Linked DNA regions of Rattus norvegicus: region 1 is linked to region 2. The links are chromatin contacts, called in public Hi-C maps. All regions are on one chromosome and are shown on one strand. Each heading gives the region's core, a stretch centred on a gene start, on an enhancer-like site or on the middle of the called end of the contact. The rest is flanking DNA. Distances are from core to core; before and after follow the strand shown.

Evidence for each region. A called contact is a pair of places that touch in the nucleus more often than the background predicts.
Region 1: a Hi-C map of liver shows a contact between it and region 2, with 4 times the contacts expected there. The contact joins two enhancer-like sites. A contact is called at or near these places in 11 of 12 Hi-C or Micro-C datasets (the A7r5 cell line, the Rat2 cell line, frontal cortex and 6 more) and 1 of 1 datasets of contacts at active chromatin or transcription factors (oligodendrocytes).

Annotation. Positions count from the first base shown.
Region 1 is chr18:12,385,462-12,390,499 of GRCr8, reverse strand. It overlaps Trappc8 (trafficking protein particle complex subunit 8), which reads left to right. Exons shown (of 29, transcript NM_001106160.1): 25 at 1,982-2,155. Among named protein-coding and RNA genes, the nearest start is that of Trappc8, 67 kb to the left of the region's middle. Within about 2 kb of position 3,524, at least 3 of the 93 cell types and tissues checked have an H3K27ac peak or open chromatin away from gene starts, as enhancers often do. A contact at or near this core is called in liver, where this site is marked.
Region 2 is chr18:12,190,506-12,195,730 of GRCr8, reverse strand. No RefSeq gene overlaps it. Among named protein-coding and RNA genes, the nearest start is that of Ttr, 26 kb to the left of the region's middle. Within about 2 kb of position 3,435, at least 8 of the 93 cell types and tissues checked have an H3K27ac peak or open chromatin away from gene starts, as enhancers often do. A contact at or near this core is called in liver, where this site is marked.

The DNA.
Region 1 (5,038 bases), core at 2,275-4,774, 190 kb before region 2:
AGCACAACTATGTGACCGTGCCAGGTGGGGCTGCAGTCCTGTGCGATCTTCTCTGACTTTCCATGTGGAGCTGGGGCTTGAACCCAGAGCTTTGGGTGTGCTAGGTCCTCACTCTACCAGCTGAGCTATATCCCTAGCCTGGACAAACTGCATTAACATTTTGTTTATTTTAATTTCGTGTGTGATCACATACACAGGCTTGTGTGCATGTGTGGATGTGTGGAGGTCAGAGACTGGACCACTTTTAGGAGTCAGTTCTCTTTCCCTTTGTTGAGACAGGCTCTCCCTTGTGTCTGCTGCACTCTGTATGTTCCTAGACTAGGGGGCCTACAGGGTTTGGACAGCTCCTTTCTGGACCTTTATTTTCCATAAGGATGCTGGGATTAAGATGGGCTCTAGAGAGCCACTTCAGGTCATCTAGCTTGTGTGACAAGTGTTTTTACTGTTGAACCATCTACTGGTCCTATGCATTTTTAACCAGCCCTGCTGTTATCTGGAGTGGATGTCTAGTGAGCCACACTGTCACCATAAATGGCAGTGCTGTTTATGAAATGCTTCTTGATGCTCTTTAACAATTCCATACACCTCTAAAGTATTCCATTTCTCTGATGAAGAGTTATCACGTAACTCACCTTCTGTGACAGTATTTGAGAAAGCAGCTGTTTAAGGAGTGTCTCAAAGCTACAAAGGCCCAAGATCATGAGTGACTTGAAATGTTAGAATTAGCACTGTTTCAGGTTTACACTTGTATGCTTTCCTCTTTTCTTTTTCTTTTTTAATTTGTTTTTGTTTTTTGTGATTCTGGGGGTTGAACCCAGGGCATTCTATATGCTAAACTAAGCCATCACTGAGCCACATCTCCAGCCCACTCTTTCTTTGAGAAGGGTCTCGCTGAGTTGCTTGTGCTGGGATTACTGGCCCAGACCACCACACCGGGTGGTCACTCTTTAGTTTAAAAGAATTCAAGTTTCTAGAAGCATCAGTAGGAGCCTTAAATTACATTAAAGTTACAACTTTTATTGCATTTGTTGTTAACTAATACTGTATATGATCAGTGAAGAAAGCAGAAACAGACTCTTTTTTGAAGTATTTGATTAAATAACACCAAGTACTACAGATTAAGGAGAAAACTATGATGGTGATATTTTACCAGAAAAAAATTCATCAGAAGGGGAAAAAAAAATTCATGCCTTTTTGGTTGGTTTGGTTGGTTGGTTTTGTAAGTGGAGCAGGTGCTAGGAACTGACTTGTATTTTTGGCTGTGTGCCTACCCTTTAACAGTTGAGCCATCTCTCCAACTCAGTATGGATTTGTTAACATTTAATACTTATTTTGTATTGTGAAACTTTAATCTAAGTGATATATGCATAGTAATTCATAAAACTGTAACGTAGAGATTTTACTACGAGAGGGTGTTCTGTTAAGAGAAATCATATAGATCAGAATATTTTCTCACATTATCTCATTCAAGTGAAAACAGAGGGCAAGTTGATGCCAATGGTTATCTGTATTGTTTCATTACATGTTCCCAAAGAGTATCCTCATAAGTTTCTCCTTAATTCAGCCAAACACCTCAAAGAGTACTCATGCACAAAAGTATTTAGCAACAAAAACAATGAAAATGAGTTTTGGTGCAATTCAAGAATGTGACTGGTGTTTCTAGGTATTAAATAGAATGAAGAGCACGTTTTGTTGTGTAAAATTGTAAAATTTTCTTTATCTTCCCTGGACACCTGGAAAATCAAGGGAGCATAGACGGTTTTGGTATAACACCTTTTAAGCAATTACCATCTGAGTAATTGGCACTAAATGGCCTTCCCTATTCAGCTGCACAGACAAGAAATTAATAAATGAACTTGGAGTATATATGAATTTTAGAATTGTAAATTTTGGCAGAGTACATGAATGCGTGACGGTAAGTTTTGACAGTGCATTTCGTTAAAACATTAATGTAGACAAGTGATTTTTTTTCTTTCAACAGATAATAAGTTCAGCAAGTCCATGTGCAGATTTCTTTTACCGAAGTTTATCCTCAGAGTTGAGAAGAACACAAGACCAGCTTCCCGCCTATCCCGAGAAAAATGCCTCAGAGGGTGCTGTCAGGCTGATTGAGAAGTGCAGTGAGGTGGACCTGAGCATTGTCGTCCTGTGGAAGGTGGTACACTGTGTTGGCAGTAGGCCAGCTTAAAGACGTTTACGTCTTCTTTATTTCCATTTTACATTTTGAGACCAGGGCTTTCTGTCTAGCACAGATGGGCTTCAAACCCTGTACTCTTGTTTTAACTTAGTGAGTGCTGGAAATATAGGTGTATTTCATCACACCGAGGCTGGATAGTCACCCACCCACCCATCCTCCCTCCCTTCCTCGCCCTCCCTCTCTCCCTCCTTCCCTCCCTTCCTCCCTTTTCTCCCTTTTCCTCCCTCCCTCTCTTCCTCCGTTGTTTTTGAGACAGGGATTCAATATGTAGCTCCGATAGCCTAGAACTTGTTATATAGACCAGGCTGGACTTGAATTTACAGAAATAGATCTTTCTGGGATTAAAGATTGCATTACTACATTCAGGTCTAGATATTTTCAAACTGGAGAGCAACTCTGTACTCATATTTTTTAATTAAAATTTTCACTTTCATTATTCAAATTATTTTGTAACTTTTAGTAGCTCTACAATGACTTTTTAATGTGTTTGTCTAAAGAAAACAACTGAGTAAGAGCAAACGGCTCTCTCCTCTCGGTCAGTGTGGTTTCTTTGTGTCACCAAGAATACTGTGGACATGCAGTCTAAGAGCAGGGCCTCTCGTCTCTCTGCCGTGAGCATTTCCAGGCACTGTGAAGGGCATTGCTCGGAGTCTGTGGGCGCTCAGGTTCCTGGTTCCAGCAGCCACACACTGGTTGCTGCCTGTGCTCCCATCTTTTTGTGTGCCTTTCCCCCTTTTCATCTTTTTTTCTTTATTAACTTATTGGTACTTGGAAATAGTTTATCTTTTTGCAAACATGCTGACTTTGCACACATTTCATATGAGACATTGCTTAAATAAGTTGCATATATTAATTGCATGCAGAACATGTTTTATGTTAAAAACAACTACTTGCGTGTTGTTATGTATTAGCTTGAAATCATAAGCTCTTGAGTGCCCCTTGGTGCATTTAAAGTAAGATTTTGAGTAATACATGCTATAATCTGTACTCAACTGTAGTCCACAGTGACCTTGGTTGAGAAGAGATTTTTACTTTTCCCAAAACGGCCCACTGATCACATGTAAAGGAAGATGTGCGATCCCTGTTGCAAAGTAGAGGTTGAGTGTATAGAGCTTGGTGGTAGTTTGTACCTGGAGCCGCATTTACACTGAGTTGAGAAAATGTTTATAAAGTAAAGAGAATTTAAAATTTTTCATCCCCTTCTGTTTTTGGTTTTTACTTTTCTCTCAGGATCTTATGTAATCAGTGTTGGCCCTTGCCCTCCTGATCCTTTCACACCCCCACCTTCTGGGATTCCAGGAATGTGTGATCACACCTGCCTAGCTACCCAGAGCTCGTGAGGTCACCTTCATTGTGGGAATCTTACCATGCTTAGGAACAGGAGGGTTTGTGAAGCAAACACTGTTCAGCACCAAACTCAAATTGTTTGGTTTGGTTTTGAGACAGGGACTCCATGTATAACTCAGATTGGCCTGGAAGTCTCTACGTAAAAGAAGTCAAACATTGTCCAAGGCTCAGTCAGTGAACTCTGTAAGGTTAAGCCAGCAGCCGTTCAGCTGACTGACTTCCGAGTTCTGAGCTGACTTAGGATAGGAGTACTCAGTGTGACCCCCACATGACAAGCTGTCACCGGTCAGTGAGTACAGAGATGGAGCCTACTCAAGCATTGAGATTCTTGGAGCATTCTGATGCAGTCTAGAGAAAATTGGGCTTATTAAAAATAAGTAAGTCAGGGCTGGAGAGATGGCTCAGCAGTTAAGAGTATTGGGCTGTTCTGCAGAGGACCCAGGTTTAATTCCCACAAACCACAGGGTGCCTACTAGCTCCAGACCCAGGGCATCCAACATTCTCTTCCAGCTTCCTCAGTTACCAGTCATGCATACAGTGCAGAGACATACAGATAAATCTCGTATATTATATAATGTGGCAATATGGTAAATCAGAGCCATACACTGATTGGCTCTGATACATTTATTGACAAGTATTTCTCTAGAACAGAGTCGATTAAAGAGACAGAAAAATTTTAAGTTGGAGCAGATATTTTAAAGTAGATTAATTCAATTTACTATTTACCAGTAGGAAAAAGGCCTTTTTTAAAAGGTGTAGTGTAGCCAGATATGGTGCCATGCACCATGCGCCAGTCACTCTAGCATTCAGAAGGCTTAAGTTTGATTCCAGCCTGAGCTACATAGTAGATTCCACTCCCCTGTGTAATATGCAGTAGGACCCTATCTTGGAAAAAGTGACTGAAAACAAAAGAAAGTGTGTGGATTAAAGTGGGCATGCTGGCACACACCTATGCTGGCACACACCTACGCTAGCACTCAGTGTAGACCGAATCACAGGTTTGAGGCCACCGTGGCCTACACAGTCTGACAAGGCATGGCCACAGGATTTAGGTATAGTCACCTGCATTTTGGCAGTAGAGTAAAGAAGCTTATATGTCACTTCTTGGTCTTTAACTGATACTGCCATTAGAAAGCAGCCTTCCTGGGCCTGTGGTGATGGCTCAGGAGGGTGAAGGTGCTGGGCAACATAGGACCTGAGTTCAGATTCCAGAGCCCAGGTAAAAGCTGGCACTGGCCTGCATCTGCAATAGTAGGGCAAGGCAGAGAGGTGGGTCCCTGCATTTCCCTGAGGGCAGCCTGTCAGGCAGCTCTGGGCTCAGAGGTGGCTGAGGAGCTCTGGCTCTCAGGGGCACCCACACACACACACACACACACATGTACATGTTCACACACAAAAGAGGCCTATGTTGTGGCACACTTCTTTGGGGTTGTTTCTTGAAAGTCTATTGAAAACAAGGAAAAAATACTCAAGAATTGTCTATTTGAAATACTT
Region 2 (5,225 bases), core at 2,186-4,685:
TTTTTTAATTTTTTTTTGATTTTTTTTTTTATTATCTTGAGTATTTCTTATATACATTTCAAGTGTTATTCCCTTTCCCGGTTTCCGGACAGACATCACCCTCCCCCCTCCCCTTCCTTGTGGGTGTTCCCCTCCCAAACCTCCCCCCATTGCCACCCTCCCCGCATAGTCTAGTTCACTGGGGGTTCAGTCTTAGCAGGACCCAGGGCTTCCCCTTCCACTGGTGCTCTTACTAGGATATTCATTGCTACCTATGGGGACAGAGTCCAGGGTCAGTCCATGTATAGTCTTTAGGTAGTGGCTTAGTCCCTGGAAGCTTCACAGACATTTCTTTATCCAGGGCTGGGATGGCGTCCTGGAGAGCTGAAAAACAAGCAGGTGTAGAAGTTGAATTACAGATTCAAGGACAGGCAAGTGGGGTCTCCTGCAGTCTGCACACGGTTTCCCTCCAATGATCATAGAGTTCCACAAACCGAACGAACAAAGAAAACTTGTTTTGCTCCAAAAGAAAGCAAGAGCAAGGGTTGGGGATTTAGCTCAGTGGTAGAGCGCTTGCCTAGCAAGCGGAAGGCCCTGGGTTCAGTCCACAGCTCCGAAAAAAAGAAAAGAAAAAAAAAAAAAAAAAAAAAAAAGCAAAGCCTCTTGAGCCCACAGCTATGTTGACCTCTGTAAACCCCAGAGCTAGCTGCTGGCTCTGCTTTGTTAGAGCCTGACCACCCTGCTAAGGTGGAATGCTGCCCAGCCTAGCTTTGACCTCCTCCACTATTAGTTTGTTGCAGTGAATGGAAATTTCTTCCTTGCACTGTTTAGAGAGATTAAAAAAAAAGTTGTGGGTATTTGAGGAAAAGGACTTTTCTATGTCTTTGGCTCTTGGATGTGGTCTGAGATTAATATTTATTTATTTATTGATTGGTTGGTTGGTTGTATGTGTCCAGTGTGCATGTTGGTGCCCAAGGAAGCCAGAAGATGACATTAGGTCTCCTGGAACTGGAGCTTGTATACTGCCTGCCATGTGGGTGCTGGGGCCTGAACCACTGCAGGAACTGTACCCAGGTGCTCTTAAACGCCGAGCTACGTCTTCAGTCCCACAGATTATTGTTTAAAGAACCCCCTTTAACCTAATAAATCCAAAGGCAGAAACAAATGACTGATGGTTTTCTGTGGTCCTAAGGTGCTCTCACTCTGGGCTTTTTTCTTTTTCTTGTTCTTCTAATTATTTCTTTCTCAAGGGAGAAACATCAAGACCAGAATTCAAAAATTCTGGGTGTGATGGCGTAGCCTATAATCCCAGTAACTAGGGAGGTGGAGACTCTACAAACTCAAGGCCAGCTTGGGCTGTGTGGTGAGACCTTGGCACTCTACCCTACTGCTAAAAAAGGAAAGGGAAGCTGAAGGGCATGGAAAGAAGGCTTGTAGATCCCTTGAGCTCAGGAGTCTGAGTTGGACAACACAAGACTGTAAACCATCCTCCCCTGAGTTAAAATGTTAATTGTGGAATCTTGTGTGAAAATATGGATACTCACCAAAAATTCTTTCAAATTCGCTATGCGCATGAAAATTTTCTCAAGAGTGTTGGGGAAAATATCTACTGACACAGGTATGGTCTCAGCTGTCTTTGGCCCTATTCTGTGACGTTTGAGGACATCTAGCAAGAACTGCTTTGTATAAAGTGTTGAGTGTAGGTAGAGACAAAGTTCTTGGCTCAGAGTGCACATAGTTCTATGTCATATGTTTGGGTCATAGCAGACCCAAACAATACTGGGTTGTCACGAGCACAAACACACAGACAGATTTTCTGCAGCCATTTGCTTTGTCTGTTAAGTGTGAGCAGTTCATTAAGCCTATGCTGTTTTGTTTGCTTTCCATAGAAATATGTTCATAAATCAAGAAAAAATTCTTTGGTTATATGTATCGTTCAATATGCATTATGGGACTACATGTTTGTCAGAACCATATTTTGCCATTGTTGATTTTATGACTTTGTTAACATAACATTTAATATTTACTTTAGAGCAAGGAGAAGAGGCACTGGGAACACATGGAAAGATCAATAAGATCCAGAGGAGAAAAGGGTGTTAATGTTTAACACTCCCAATGGTTAGCGCTGCCTTCAACCCCCACCTCGAACCCGGCTGCCCCTGGTTCAGAGCCTGTCACTTCCAGCCCATCTCCCACTGCCGGCAGAAGGCTCTTCCAAAGAGCTGTCTGCTGAGACCTGGGTGTGGGACTGCACGGTATAGCCTTAACTGCCTCAGGCAAGTCTTCCCCAGAGCTGTCCTGTCGCTGTCTGCTTCTTCACTCTCAGCTTCTGTACCCCCACCAACCTCTGACCGGTGTGAGGTGAGCTCTGACCTGCTGATCCCTCTTCTGTGTATGCAGCCTCCCAATTATTACCAATCCTTTACTGCTCTGCAAAGACCTCCTACATGTCCTCTGTCCCTCTGCTTCTGGGGGGTAGGCCATGACAGGGAAACGAAGAGAACAAATCTCTCTGATAAGCCTTATCTTCCTTCCGTTCCTTCTTTTCCTCCTCTTGCCCATCTTCCCCACACCCCTCTGCCTTATACTGAACCCACAGCCTTATACCACCAGATGATCACCCCAGTGCCTCAGGACGCCCCCCAGCCTCTGTCTTGTCATCGATGGCTTCTTTGTCAGCTCTGGCTTCCATTTTCAGAATGAGTTCTTTATGACCCCTGCTTCCAATCCACAGTGAGCAAGGAGGGCTAAGGGTTGCACTTCTTAAGCTTTGAGTGGGTGCTGTGCACAGAACGAGGCATCAACCGATGTTTGTTTAACTGAATGCAGTTGTGCTGAAAAAGTAAACATCTGTTCTCAAAATTGCCCCCACCCGGCTGTGTCACTTGTCTGTCCAACCAGGAAATTTTTTTCAATGGCAACATTTTAAAGGTGATCAAATGTGCATGGTTGACAATCAGAATGCATTTTGTATTTCACCACCAAGAATGGTACAGTTTTGGTTTGACTATCATAACCGGGGCATCTTTTCACAGGCAATTTGTTTTTAAAATGGTTTTCCTTTGCATAGTATGTATGTGTGTATGAGAGAGTCTGTGAGCATATGTGTATGTGTGTATGTATGTCCATGAGTGTGTGTCTGTCAGTGTGTGTGTGTGTGTGTGTGTGTGTATGTGTGTGTGTGTGTGTGTGTGTGTGTGTGTGTGTGTGTACTCAAGTGTGGGAGTGTAGCAGCACACAGCTCTGCTCCTGTGGAGGTCAAAGGGCAGCTTCCCTTAGGTCTCTCCTTCCACTGATGAAGAAAGCTTGAATTGTCAGTCTGGTGTGACAAGAGCTTTTACTGTTTGGGCCATGGCTCTGGTCCATCATTGGCAATGGTAAAGCACCTCACATTATCTGGAAGGCCCATACTGAAGGAAAGGACCCATTTCTGCCAGTTTGCACCACTCGCTCATGAATCTACCAAATTTCTGACTTCTAGATTGGTTTGTGTTCCCCTTTTCTGCATGCGCAGTGCCATCCTGTGGCCACTGAGTGCATAGCACTTATATTTGCTTCTGCTAACATTTTTTTGGCGTAATTCTCCACCCCAACACCTCCCCCTGCCCCGCCCTCAACACACACACACACACACACACACACACACACACACACACACACACACACACACACAATATGCTAGTGATTGAACACAGCTCTGTCAGAGTTCCACCACTGTCTTTCTCTTTTGTGTGAGTTATTTCTGTACTAGGTAAACATATTCATAGTTTACAGCTAACTCAACTCCAGTTGGACTTACCTAGCAAGATATATTTGGAAGCAATTAAAATTTTTGTGTTTTGTGCATTTTCCAACGTCTCTCATTGCAGTACAGCAAGAGTTATTAACCTAGTGCTCTCTCTTTGATCCTATGTAAAACTCAGACAATGACAGAAGTGGCTATTTGGTATGACAAAACTCAGAAAGGTCCAACTGCAGAGGGATTATAAAAATAAACACACTTGGCTTATAGTATGTATCTGTTTCTTTTCTTATGACTGAAAGCAAATATTTGAGCAGGAGCAGCTTAAGGAGGCTCATGGTTTGAGGTTACAGCCCATGACGGTGAGGGTGGTGGTTGTGGGTGCTGGAGGCTTGGCAATGAAGGCAAGTTTTAGCTATGGTGGCAGGAGGTACTTCTTCACATGATTTGAAATGATTCTTCAAAGGGCAGGAAGTGTGTTGAAACAGGGAACTGGGCTAGGTTTTTCACCCTAAGATCCATCCCCCAGCAACTGACTTTGTTCCATGAGACCCAACTTCCCAAAGGTTTCACAACCCCCTCAAACTGTGAGCTGGGGTTCAAGTGTTGAAACACATGAAGACATTTCACATCTAAATATTACACAATAAGGGCTGAGGCAGCAAACGCAGTTGGAATCCTTGGCAATACCTAACTGTTTTTCCTCTCTCTTGAGACAGAGATCTCACTGCTACTGGTGTTGGTTGCTATTAGGGTTCAGTGGGTACCAAGTTCTGTGTCTCAGAACACAGAAATGTACAGACACAGTAAGAGCAGAAGCAGGGACAATTTCTCAGTAAAGGAACAACTTCTGTGGGAGGAAGTGGGCTCAAACAAAGAGTATAATAGCTTTAATGACCAGGTTGTGCAAAGAATTGTAAAAGGAATGATCTTTAATATAAATATAAACTGGATTAATCTGGTGACTACATATTATCCAGCTTATTCCCCAATAACCATACAGAGAGACTAAGATTTATTAAAATTGCATTCAGCTAAATACTGAGTAGCCATTACTCTGTTCTAAACCTCCAGGCTGGTCAGGCTCCCTCCAGACCATGTTCCCATTTTACTTGAAAAATTTCACCCTTTCTTGGTTCTGTTCTCATTTCCTGATGTTTTTCTCCACTTCCTGCTTGCCTCCTTCCCCTTTTCTCTCTCTTGCTCCACCTCTCCTAGGAATCATAAGCCCCTCCTATTCTCTCTCTAAAGCTCTGTATTGGCTCATGGGCTTTTATTGACAAGGCAGAGAATGAATGGGGAGCAATGTAAACTTGAGACAGGAGCTTTAAGAATAAATGTAGCAAAGCCAAGTCTGGGCTGAAACAAGATAGGAGGGCAGAGAAATCAGCCCTTGTGTGAAGGGTAAGCATTACACAAGTATAAGCATTATACAGTGTACAAGAACATTATGCCGACAAAGAATTGGGTTTTTATGCCACCGAGTATGACCTTTTTAGTTCAT